2 separate regions of the Oncorhynchus kisutch genome follow, and region 1 is linked to region 2. A link is a contact called in public Hi-C data. All regions are on one chromosome and are shown on one strand. Each heading gives the region's core, a stretch centred on a gene start, on an enhancer-like site or on the middle of the called end of the contact. The rest is flanking DNA. Distances are from core to core; before and after follow the strand shown.

What was found. Hi-C and Micro-C count contacts between places; a contact is called where the count stands out from the background.
Region 1: a Hi-C map of liver shows a contact between it and region 2, with 6 times the contacts expected there. The contact joins the promoter of LOC109875565 here to the promoter of LOC109909536 in region 2. A contact is called at or near these places in 2 of 2 Hi-C or Micro-C datasets (liver and muscle).

Annotation. Positions count from the first base shown.
Region 1 is chrLG18:29,259,141-29,265,732 of Okis_V2, forward strand. It overlaps LOC109875565 (ribosomal RNA-processing protein 8), which reads right to left and starts at 2,670. Exons shown (of 8, transcript XM_020467918.2): 1 at 2,504-2,670; 2 at 2,144-2,263; 3 at 1,710-1,989; 4 at 710-1,625; 5 at 420-549; 6 at 197-303; 7 at 1-69. The coding sequence starts at 2,245. It also overlaps the pseudogene LOC109875548.
Region 2 is chrLG18:29,086,918-29,093,709 of Okis_V2, forward strand. It overlaps LOC109909536 (diablo homolog, mitochondrial-like), which reads left to right and starts at 3,550. Exons shown (of 6, transcript XM_020508552.2): 1 at 3,550-3,743; 2 at 3,897-4,029; 3 at 6,415-6,540; 4 at 6,709-6,792. The coding sequence starts at 3,649.

The DNA.
Region 1 (6,592 bases), core at 1,420-3,919, 170 kb after region 2:
GACAAAGCACCCATGAAGTTCCTCACATTCTCAAATCTACTTGCCACCTCTGCAATTTTCAGGATACCCCTGCAAAAAATGACAAATTGTTTAATAATAATAATAAATGACATAAATATGGAAAATAAATGGGAACACCTTCTATTCCAGCATATTGACATACTGTAGCTTTGTTTTTCTGCACAATATATCTTACCCCATCACCAGCACACGGTTAGCCTCAACTAGAAAATCCACAAGGTTAGTCCCCATAAGAGAGAGACAGAATACAGCTATGTCCACAGTACCATCCTTGAGCGGTACCTGCAGACAGGTGGGACAACAATAGAAATCATACATCATTATTACATGAAAAACAGACTGCATAGTAAACAGGCATGGATGAAACAGATTCAGGATCAATGTAAAGTTGGACTCACATTGGCCATGTCGCAGACAGTTACACGGTCACAGATAGGTGCCAAGTCAAAACTGTGCACTTTGTTCTTCAAGCTTAGAGCAATTTTGCAGTCACCACAGCCAAAATCTGCCACTACCAGAGAGGCAGGCCTGAAATCAACACAAATGGTCTTAAAGAAAGCAACATGCTAATTCAATGTGGACTCCCCACCCCAGAACCAAGACAATAAAAATACAAAAACTATGCAAACAGACTTATTGCAAACAATGCAAGTATGTTAGGGTCAGATAGAAGCATAACACAACTTACATGCGGCGTATGTAGGAGATGATGGCGTCGACAGGATTAGCTGGCCAGCGCTGGACCTGTGCCGTAAAGCCCCTGTGGTAGATGCTAAAAGCCTGGGGGTCTTGTCTAAACATGCGTTTTGCCTCCCCACTAGACGTGGTGTACAGAACCTCGTTAATATATCGGAACCGCGCTGACTCCAAACGCTGCTCCATGCGGGACCTCAGAGCAGTCGAGCGGTCTGCAGAAGCCTCTTTCACCTCCTCTGTGGTGCGTGTCTCCTCCTGCTCAGCAGGTTTCTCTTTCTTTTCCGGGCTCTGGCCATGGAGCATTCTCCTGAGCTTTTCTCTCCGCCGGTCTTGCCCTTTGCTCTCGTCCCATTTCCTCCTCTTACTGCCGGGCGGCTCCGCGTGCTGCTCCTCCCTAACCAGCTCCTGAGGTTTCTCCTCTTCTGTCATTAACTCTTTACCTAGTGGAACTGCTTTTTCTTCAATGCTCCCCTTTGTCTTTTTCTCTGACAAGTTCTTATTGTTTTGAACGGTTTCTGTGTCTGGAGTGGAAGCAGTCTCATTGAAAGTCGTCTCTTTTCCCCCTGGAACCTTTTTCCTTTTCTGTGTTTTACGCTCACCCTCTTTCTGCTGTTTTTTCCCCTTTGTATGGCGGTGTGTCTGGACGACCACGGTTTCCCTGTTCACACCAGAAGCTTTTTTTGGTCCATCTTCTGTATCCTTTTGCACAGTGGTCTCTGCTTTTGTGTTTTTTGGGGGGGTGGTATTATCTCCATTTTTTATTTTGTATTTGTTTTTACATTTCTTCTTGTTCTTTGTCTTGTTTTTCCATTGCTTTCGGTTTAATCTCTCAATCTCAGCATCTGTTGCTGCTTTTCCTTGTTTACTACCACCCATAATGGACTCTCTATTCTTTACCTTTTTGAACCCTAGGAAATAAAGAAAACCTCAAACCTCTTCAACTTAAGACAATCAATTGACAGTTGCTAGTTGCCAGTGCTTGTGAAACTCACCTGATTTTATTGGTTTCTTTGCTTTTATTGACTTCTTAGCTACAGGCACTGCAGTCTCCTCGGCACACAAATCTCCACTGTCCTTATCGGTCTCTTCTCCTGAAACAGCTACTTTCTTGCGTCCTCTTTTCTTCTTCCTCTTGGTGTGTGGTGTCAGTATGGCCTCTGTTTCGCTGTCACTGCCTGCTTCCCAAGGGGCACCATTGCTCTTGCTCCAGTTTGGTACGGACCCCAGTGTTTGGAGGGTCAGTAACAAACTCTTCTTCCCAACACATTTTGTCTGTCCGGGAATGGAGGTGTCAAATTAAATACCATGGGAAAACCAAAATTCAACCCTCTATTGGAATATGTGGTCACTGGCAACGTGAGTTGTGCCTGGCTTGCTAGCTACATAGGTACATTTTATTATAAACAAAATTGAGATGGCTGCTCACCGTGATATTGGTGCTGTCAGACAGTTTGAATCTGCTGATGACCGTCTTGGTCAGAGCTTTGGCTTCTGGATCATCGTTCCACTCATCCTCCTCAGCGAACATGCTTGACCAGCGCTGTAACTAACGGGAATTCATTACGTGAACATGTAAAAAAAAGAACGCACGTGTATTAGAATAAATGGTTGCTAGATTAGTGTGATGCTTTTCGGTACTGGCAGTAGATTCCAGAAAATATAAAATCAACGCTAACCTGCTTCTAGATTGAACAAACTAGCGTTATATCAGACATGGTATTTAGCAGCCATACGTCCAAACTGCTAGCAACATTCATTCCAATACAACGACGACAACTTCACTCACCTGTCAGATGACTTATCAACACGATATGTTAACGGACTTAATTTAATCGATCAAATGTGAAGAATTACAAGTTTATCTGTGGATATTGCCAATTTCTGTTAAGCCACGTTTGGTTCGCACATTGACGGACCAAAACAAGCGCATGTCAATGACACAAGTCTCTCTGCAAAGGATGATGGGACATGAGTCTTATTTGGTTTGTATGACTACCAATGGAGGACACAAAAATACGTTTTATAAAATCACGGAGCAATGGCAGTTACGAAATTAACCTTTATTTTATAAAAGGCAGCGATGTACAAAATAAAGTGCCTGTGATTGTTCTCCTGTTTTCTAATGTGCTGATTTGACAACACTGTTGGGTGACATATTGACAAACTGTATGTAATTCTGTAAGTGTCCCAGGACCAGAAGAGAATGGGGACCTCCACTGGCAAAATGTACTCTCATGACAAAAACGTTGATCTGTATGAAACTAAAAAATAAATATACCACTAAAAGATAACATAGCATAAAACATCTTCAGTACTAGACATTTGATATGACTAGGATTCATTATCTCCACCTAGTCCATTATTAATGTATATTTAAATATAATATTTAGCAGACACTTTTATCCAAAGTGACTTACAGTCATACATACATACATTTTCCACATGGGTGGTCCCAGGAAGTGAACCCATTACCCTAGCATTACAAGCACCATGCTTTACAAACTGAGCTACAAAGGACAATGTTTGACCCTCAACTCTCAGACTCCTGTGTTGTAAAACATTGTTTTGAACATCGCCTGTGCAGTTTATTATGGCGGTCAGACTTTTAACCCCTGAGTGGAGATTCTTCTGTCCTGGTCAGTCCAATAACGGAGTCCTTCTTCCCCCGAGGATAAGTGTCCTGAAGATAAGTGTCCTGAGGATAAGTGTCCTGAGGATAAGTGTGCTTTGCCTTGTTGCCGCTCCTGTTTTCTCTGTAGGTAGCGAGAACGGGCATCGTTCACTGAGCTTTCATCGTTCCGTTTCTCCAGTTTCTTGAATGCGTCTTCAGCAGACCCCTCTGGAATAAACCAAACACACATAATGACTATTAGAAGAACAAAACAAGCATACAAAGCATATAAATCACCTTGGGGCCTGGCTTGATCAGAAAAGGCACTACAGTAACTTATCTTGTCCAATAGGAATACTCAATTACGTTTTCCATTTCAAAAACCTTTGCCCCCATTAGACGTTTTTATGAGACCTGTACTGTATATAATAAAGGAGCAGCTACAGAAACAAGGCCATCAGACTGTTAAACAGACACCACTAACATTGAGTGGCTGCTGCCAACATATTGACTCAACTCCAGCCACTTTAATAAATGGAACAATGGATGTAAAAAATGTATCACTAGCCACTTTAAACAATGCCACTTAATATAATGTTTAGATACCCTACATTACTCATCTCATATGTATATACTGTACCCTATACCATCTACTGCATCTTGCCATCTTTATGTAATACATTTATCACTAGCCACTTTAAACAATGCCACTTAATATAATGTTTACATACCCTACATTACTCATCTCATATGTATATACTGTACTCGATACTATCTACTGCATCTTGCCTATGCCGTTCTGTACCATCACTCATTCATATATCTTTATGTACATATTTTTCATCCCTTTACACTTGTGTGTATAAGGTAGCTGTTGTGAAATTGTTAGGTTAGATTACTCGTTGGTTATTGCTGGATTGTTGGAACTAGAAGCACAAGCATTTCTCTACACTCACATTAACATCTGCTAACCATGTGTATGTGACAAATAAAATTGGATTTGATTAGATGTTGATTTGATCACCAGAGCCCATCAAACACCTGTTTGCCTTTTAGCTGCTTCCTTGGTCTCCCACTTGGCCACCTCCTCTCTGGCCACGCTGCTCAGCTCATACACATCCACCTCATGGAGCACAGGAATCATGGAAGATCACCAGTCCAGCTGGTCCTCCTGGTCAAAGAGCTACAGGGGAGGGGGAGTCAGGTTAACGTGCAGGAGAGATGGGGATTGATGTGTAATATGCATTCTGGGGATTTAATGGATTGTTCTGAAGTGATCAGAATATAGTCCTGGAAGTCTTTACCGTTGATGATGGATGAATGTGAACCATGGACCCGTGCCCATAAATTGTCCAAAACACCTTTCCAACTGACCTGAGAGAAAACCACAACATTTCAGTTATCTTTCTTGACTTTTTAACATTGCTGGGATAAAAGCCGTACCTTCTTGCCATGTGTATCTCTGAGCGCCCCTGGTGAAGTAACCAGTGCATAGGCATCTCCTGAACAGCTCACTCTTATTACCATCAAACTTCTCCATAGGGAAATCTCTCTTCTAGAAACAACGGACATACCCTGGTTATAAATCTGTACATACATGCTCAGAGCTTCACATCATAGTTTTAGCTACACAAAAACGAATAAGATAAGTAAATAAACAAACAACAAACTGACCTGTTGTATTCGTAGGAGGAACTCTCTGAGCTGGGTCTCCTCGCTGAAGGCTGACTTTAGCGCCCTCCGGTGTATATAGTTGTCTTTACATCACGCTGACGGGGCATCACAACAAGTAGGCAGCAAAACAAGCTCACGTTAGATGGAGACTCATGAATATGAATGCAGTGAATTTAATGTAGCTTATTAAATACACCAAGAGGAGTTATATTTGTATACCTGGCCTTGTCCTTCTCAAACACACTGAGCCACATGGTGAAGTCCTTACAGCTGCCCGTCTGCACTCCCAACTGCCTGTGCTTCTGATCTGCCTCCTTCTGCTTCTCTGGATGGCCTGCAGAGAGAGAAATGCCAAACATTTAGATTAGAACTATGACTTGGGATTATGTCTGACTGAAATCCAATGGAATAAATCGGTAAAGGCCATGATGTATACATGTGTATTTCTGACATAACCACATCTTCATTGGCTAAACCGAGGCCTCATGCCGTTATTGTCCACCTGGTCTGATGAAAATGTTCTCCACAGACAGCATGGTGGCTACAGGCAGCAGGAGGTTCCTCAAAGCCTAGGGAGACAGCCTGGAGCAGGGCCCGGGTCAGCCCTGGGGGCAGGGGGAATTCGACCATCAGCTCACCCAGCTGGGTCACTTTATCTCTCCTACAGACACCACACAGGGGAGGGGGATATTAATAAGAGATAACAAGAGCTATTCAAAAGATTGAGTCGTGATAGTCATGAAGAACTGCCAATACTGTATGTAGTAGGTTCCCTCTGTTCTTGATGGTGAAAACAGCAGTTGTATCCCTATGTGGTTGTAGATGTATCTGGTGGAGATTTGTACAAGCAATGACAGATATATATAGAATATACAGTATGTCTATATCTCTCACCTGTCGATGGCGTCACATTGGTAAAGCCATTTCAATGCTTCTAGGATGAACCTCTCCTCTGGATGGTCCAGGTAAAGGAACCTTAAGAGGGACAGACCAAGCAACCATGGCCTCAAATGACTTGTTGGATTGTATTGTATTATCACAGTCTTGAAAAACGGACACTGGTTTCTCTGAGCACTTGAGGAAGTGGAGTTGTACCTACCTGATGACATCATGAACTTCCAGGCACTTGAGTGTGAGGATAACAGCGGTGAGACTGGTCCTCTGGATCTCTGGAACGGTGTACTCTTGCATGCACCTATCCCAGAACTTCTGACTGTAGTAAGTCCCGGCGGAGGTTCTCCCTGCTCGGCCTGCTCTCTGCAGGTCCTCGCTCCTACAACATCACAGTTCTGTTCATTAGGCACAAAACGAAAGGAAGCAGACAAACAGGGACTTCCGGGACTTACTTTGAAATCAGAACCACTTCGAGTATGTCCATAACCCTTGAGTTATGGTTGAGTTGCTTCACTAACTCACTGTCAACAATATACCTGCAGTGAGCAAATTACAGTCATGAAATTTGAGGCCTTGCATTTTGTGATGGATAAAAACAGCTCTATGCAGTCATGTCATGACTTTATTATTTTGATTTAGCAAGCAAATGACATGCTAAACTGTGTCCACTTGTGTGTAAAAGGGAACTCCATCTGT
Region 2 (6,792 bases), core at 2,300-4,799:
TACCACTGACCTGTCGTCAGCAAACTTGATGATGATGTTGGAGTCGTGCGTACAGGAGGGGACTAAGCACACACCACTGTGGGGCCCCAGTGTTCAGGGTCAGCTGGCAGAGGTGATGTTGCTTACTCTCATCACGTCAGCCCGTCAGGAAGTCCAGGATCCAGTTGCAGAGGGAGATGTTCAGTCCCAGGGTCTCAAGCTTGGTGATGAGCTTGGAGGAGACTATGGTGTTGAACACTGAGCTGTAGTCAATGAACATTATTCTTAAATAGGTACTCCTCTTATCTAGGTGGATGAGGCCAGTGTAGAGTGCAATTTAGATTGTGTTGTCTATGGATCTGTTGGGCGGTATGCAAATTGGAGTGGGTCTAGACCAGGAATGGGCAACTCCAGTACTCCGGGGCCAGAGTGATGTCACACTTTTTCAACATCCTTAGCAAACACAGCTGATTAAATTAGTTGCATTCTAAACTGAAGATCGTGATTAGTTTATTATTGGAGTCAGATGTATCAGCTGGAGAAAAAGTGTGACACCAATCAGCCCCCCGAGGACTGGAGATGCCCATCCCTTGTCTAGGGTGTCTGGGATGATGGAGTTTATGTGTGCCATAAGCAGCCTTTCAAAGCACTTTATGATTACAGATGTGAGTGCTACAGGGAAGTAGACATTGTGGAAGGTAGCCTTAGAGTTTTGGGAACAGGAATGATGGTGGTCAGCTTGAGACATGGGGATTACAGACTGGGACAAGGAGAGGTTGAAAGTGACCATGAACATGCCTGCCAGCTGTTCTGCGCATGCTCTAAGAATGTGGCCTGGAATCCCGTCCGACCCTACGGCCTTGCAAGTGTTGACCTGATTAAATTTTTTACTCAAGTCAGCCTCGGAGTACTAGATCACCCAGTCCTCTGGGTCGATGGGCGGCCTCGTGATATTCTGTCAAGGTGTGCGTAAAATGCATTGTGTTTGTCTGGTAGAGAGGCATCTTTGGACAGATCACATCTGGGTTTTCCTTTGTTATCCGTAATGGACTGTAGCCCCTGCCACATGTGACCGGCGGCGGAGCCTGTGTAATCAGATTCCACCTTGTTGCTATATTTCCCTTTTGCTTGTTTGATGGCTCTGTGGAGGTCATAGAAGGACTTATTGTACTTGTTTGTGTCCTCAGCTGTAGCCTCTGGGTTGGCTGCGATAGCCCTGTGTGCGATAGCCCTGTCCTTTAGTTTAGTAGCGCCAACCTATGTGTTAATCCGGGGTTTTGATTGGGAAAGCAGCGAACCTTCACTGTGGGGACAATGTCAGTTATGCAATTCCTAATGAAGCCTGTGACAGCGGTAGTTAGCTTGTGGATGATATCGGTGGAGTCCCAGAACATATTCCAGTCTGCGCTAGCAAAGCAGTCCTGTAGCATTGCCTACAGGACTGCTGTTGGCAATTCGGAGTACCATTTCTCTACGGAGTGCGTCATGGGTACTTCCTGTTTGAGCTTCTGCTTGTAGACAGGAAGCAGGAGTATAGAGTCATGATCTGATTTGCCGAAGGGGCGATGAGGTAGAGCGTTGTATGCTTGCTTGTGGGGAGAGTAACAGCGCTCTAGGACTTTATCACCCCTAGTCTTAGTGACGTGGAATTAAAATCACAGGCAACCAGAAAAGCAGCCTCTGGGCACATGGTTTCCTGCCCGTTTATAGCCTTGTAGTTTTTATTATTTCAATTCATAGGATTCATGCAATACATTTTATTAATAGATTTTTTAACCCCACCCCCCCACCAGCAATCTGATAGCATGTAAAATAAATAATGAGAAAAACATAAATATTACATAGTTCATCTACTGAACAATACATCATATAGTCTCAGAAATAGTGAAAAATTATTGATACACATTCATGGATGTAAAGGTGTAAAGGCCCATTGGTTAAGAGTTCAGAAATGTCCACTACTGCTTTTTTCCATGTGTCCAGAGTGGACACCTTGGCCCTGTAGATCATGGCCGTGGAGAGCTCCATAAATACAATTCCCTTAAATGTGAGCAGCCATTGTCGCAATGTAACTGATGAGGTGGAATCCACCTTTGTACAATCATTTTCTTAGCAGCTGTGGTTCCTGTTACATATTTAGAAATCCAGGGGATAAAAACAAAAGTGTCAGTGTATACTGATAACTCTAGTTTTTAAGTACGCAATCTGGATCCCTGCACTGTCTCATTGAAGATCTTGATAACTTTTCTAACCTCTCTGGATTAAAACCTAATTATGACAAGTGAACCGCATTGGATCGTTACAAAAATAGTGTTTACACTACCTTGTAGTTTACCATTAAAATGGGTGGATGGTTAAGTAGATATACTTGGTATTCACATCTTAAAAAATATAAATGAACTTACCACAATTCATTTCAATAGAAAGTTAGCAAAAATAGATAAGATTCTGCAACCATGGAGAGGTAAATACTTGTCTATTTATAGAAAGTCTTTGGTCTTATCACAGTTTACTTACAGTAGGCACTCTCTACTCCAGATTTACCTGTTTTTTAAATCATATGAGCAAAAAATATTTCATTTGATTTGGAATGCTAAACCAGACAAAATTAAACGTGCCTATATATATAATGAATATGAGGGGCCTAAATTATTCAACATTAAAGCTTTAAACCTCTCACTAAAAGCTTCACTCATACATAAATGATTCTTAAACCCAAAATGGTTCTCCAGTAGATTATTATGAAAAGCTCATATTTAAAATGTATTTATATGTAGTAAAAAAGATGTAAAAAAACTAAGATATTTGTCCTCTGAAGAAGGGGGTGGTGGAGGGGTTAAAAAAAATGAAAAAGAAGCGTGGTTTGGTGTGTCATGTTTCGGAGAACCCACGACTCGACCTTCTCCTCTCCTGAGCCTGTTGGGGAGTTGCAGCGATGAGACAAGATCGTAATTGGATCGCAATTGGATATCACTAAATTGGTGAAAAATGGGGTAAAAATAAATAAATAGATATGACAGATAGGAATATGGATGGCTCACTGTTCGTTGATGGCATTTCCTGCCTAAGTTTGCCAACTTTGTCAATGAAGAAATCATTAAAATAATTGGCAACATCAAATGGTTTGTCTTTCTGCCCATAATTACCTTTAAAGCACAAAAAAAATGTTTTCCATCATTATTTATTCATAATACAGTTTCTTACTATTATTGTTGAGTGTAGTCACATCATTTATCAATAGTTTGATCTATGATGTGTGTAGATCAAACTATTGAAAAATTATTACCAGAATAAGACCAAAAGGGCATTTCAATTTAATTTAGCAAATTAGAAAATATCTCAAACACAAACAAGATGACTCTCCTTATAGTATTCCAGCCTATATGTTTAACCATTATCTCTGGCTTTTGAAAACCAGTATAATGTTCATTGTCACAATATATCATAGTTGAGCAAAGGAATACAATACTACAGCAGAAACACAACATACAAACTTGAGCCTATTTTACCACTAGGTGACGACAGAGACTTACTTTTTGTCGTAAAGAATTCTGGTAAATTTTAAATTATTTATTGAGACTTTAATACATCACAAAAGTAACCTCATATAATTTATTTTAGTTGAAGAGTAAGAAACGACATTACAAGTAAAATGCACGCTATTAGACAATGCTCTGTTTGTGCTACTGGGGGACGGACTTCCTTTTGCTCCTGACCAATATGGCCGCGCTCAGAAGAAGCATTGCATGTCTCAATTTCTTCAGGTAAATATCTTCATAATAACAACTGCATCATTGCACCCTAATGCATTGTATTCGTACGCAAACAGAACATGTTTCGTCTTAGATAAATATCGAATTGGTGTAATCACTATAGCTTGCTAATATCGGTGTTGTTGTTTACTCATTACCTTGCAGGAGCACAGCAGCGAGTGTCCTCAACAGTAGGAAACCCTTGCGCCATAGGCTCGTGCGTTTGAGAGATGTTACCAGAACGAGCTTGGTCTCTTTGAGTGTTGGCAGTGGACTGAGCGCTGTCCCTTTCATGCAGGTAAAGGACCATTGTCTCTCTCTCTTGCGCGCATGCGCGCGGGTCACTCATCACTTTATATTAGTGTCATTGAATAATGCTGAACAACTTGAATAAGGCTGACAAGTTGACTTTTTCCACCTTTTGTTACTTTACAGCCTTATTCTAAAATGTATTAAATAAATAAAAATCTTCACCCATCTACACTCAATAAGCCATAATGATGAAGCCAAAAGGGATTTTTTGACATTTTTGCAAATGTACAAAAACATTAAAAACATAAATACCTTATTCAGACCCTTTGCTACGAGACTCGAAATTGAACTCAGATGCATCCGGTTTCCATTGATCATCCTTGGGATGTTTCTACAACTTGATTGGAGTCCACATGTGGTACATTTGATTGATTAGACATGATTTGGAAAGGCACACGCCGGTCGATTAAAGGTCCCACAGTTGACAGTGCATGTCAGAGCAAAAACCAAGCCATGAGTTTGAAGGAATTGTTTGTAGAGCTCCAAGACAGGATTGTGTCGAGGCACAGATCTAGGGAAGGGTACCAAAACATTTCGGCGGCCTTGAAGGTCCCCAAGAACACAGTGGCCTCCTTCATTCTTAAGTGGAAGAACAGTACCATCAAGACTTCCTAGAGCTGGCAGCCCTGCCAAACTGAGCAATCGATGGATAAGGGCCTTGGTCAGGGAGGTGACCAAGAACCTGATGGTCACTCTGACAGAGCTCCAGAGTTTCTCTGTGGAGAAACTTCCAGAAGGACAACCATCTCCGCAGCACTTCACCAATCAGGCCTTTATGATAGAGTGGCCAGACGGAAGCCACTCCTTAGTAAAAGGCACATGACAGACCGCTTGGAGTTTGCCAAAAGGCACTTAAAGACTCTCAGACCAGGAGAAACACATTTTCTTGTCTGATGAAACCAAGATTGAACTCCTTGGCCTGAATGCCAAGCGTCACGTCTGGAGGAAACCTGGCACCATCCCTACAGTGAAGCATGGTGGTGGCAGCATCAAGGTGTGAGGATGTCGTTCATTGGCAGAGACTAGTTCAGGATTGAGGGAAAGATGAACGGAGCAAAGTACAGAGAGATCCTTGATGAAAACCTGCTCCAACGCGCCCAGGACCACAGACTGGGGTGAAGGTTCACCTTCCAACAGGACATCGACCCTAAACACACAGCCAAGACAACGCAGAAGTGGCTTCGGGACAAGTCTCTGAATGTCCTTGAATGGCCCAGCCAGAGCCCAGACTTGAACTCGATTGAACATCTCTTGAGAGACTGTCGTGGAGGATCGTTACAAAATATAACACTTACAAGAACTTGTGAATTCAATATAGGCTTTTAATGCAAACATATCAGAAGCCTAGATGGTCCGCGGAACACACCCTTTTCCAGAGCTCTGGCTCTGTTTTTATACACATACAACATATGAGTCCATCCCACATGCAAATGAAGTTACTTCCCTCAGTCCATCTGCCACTATTATATCCCAATCTGTGCATCCTGCTTGTTCACACCCAATAACGCCCATATCTGCTTTCAGTTAAGTTATAATGGTGACAGGACCTCTTCATGTCCCAAAAATAATACATGCCCATATTATCCCATCTTATCCTTAAGTTTAGCTTGGTGTGTTCTTTGGTATGTCTGTCCTTATTAGGACTAGTAGACTATGTGTCTCTTCTCTTCATGTCCTAAAAATATATGTCCTATGTCTATAGTCCATCAGTTGGTCATTTGGCTGACCCCCTCCTTTGTGTGTCCCTCTGACCTTGGTATGTCCAGCTGTCCTATGCTCTCATGGCCTTACTTTGGTTTCCTGTCCTATACAATAGACAATGCATTTTACCAGAATGGCAAATGCACTCTAAGTGTATCTTTCTCTTGTGGTACAGTATTATGTTTCTCCCTATATGTACATCTTGCTCCCACAAGACCTGAAAATATCTGTGCAGCGACACTCCCCATCCATCCTGACAGAGCTTGAGAGGATCTGCAGAGAAGAATGGGAGAAACTCCCCAAAAACAGGTGTGCCAAGCTTGTAGCGTCATAACCAAGAGGACTCGAGGCTGTAATCCCTGCCAAAGGTGCTTCAATAGAGTGCTCAGTAAGGGTCTGAATACTTATGCAAATGTCATATTTCCGTTATTTATTTTTAATTTCTGAAAGCCTGTTTTTGCTTTGTCATTATGGGCTATTGTGTGTGTGGATTGAAAAGGGGGGGAAAACAATTTAATCCATTTTAGAATGAGGCTGTAACGTAACAAAATGTGGGAAAAGTCAGGGGGTCTGAATACTTTCCGAATGCACTGTACATGAATGCCTTAATCGCAAAAATCCCCCCTTTCAGCTCATATATTAAACTGTTTCTGTTTCTCTCCCTATCCAGCAAGTGGAGAACCTCTCTCATGAATCTCTGATCCGAAGCGCATCCTCTATGGTTACAGACAGTGCAAACACTTACCTCTCCCAGACCACTCAGGCTCTTGTAGACTCCATCACACAATATTCCAAAGTAAGTACCTGAAGGGGTCATAGTGGATTTTTGTTATCGTGTATGCTAAGATGTACAGTGTGATAACTATATCCATAAATATCAAATGCTAATTTAACCAGTAAAGCAATGGCACCATGCTACCTAAATGACCCTTCGTGTTTTTGACCGTTTGTTTTGTTTACTCAGGCTCTCCATACCCTCATCTCCCTTCAAAGGAGATATCTGGCTTCACTGGAAAAACTCTCCACTGCTGAGGAGGATGCCATTTGG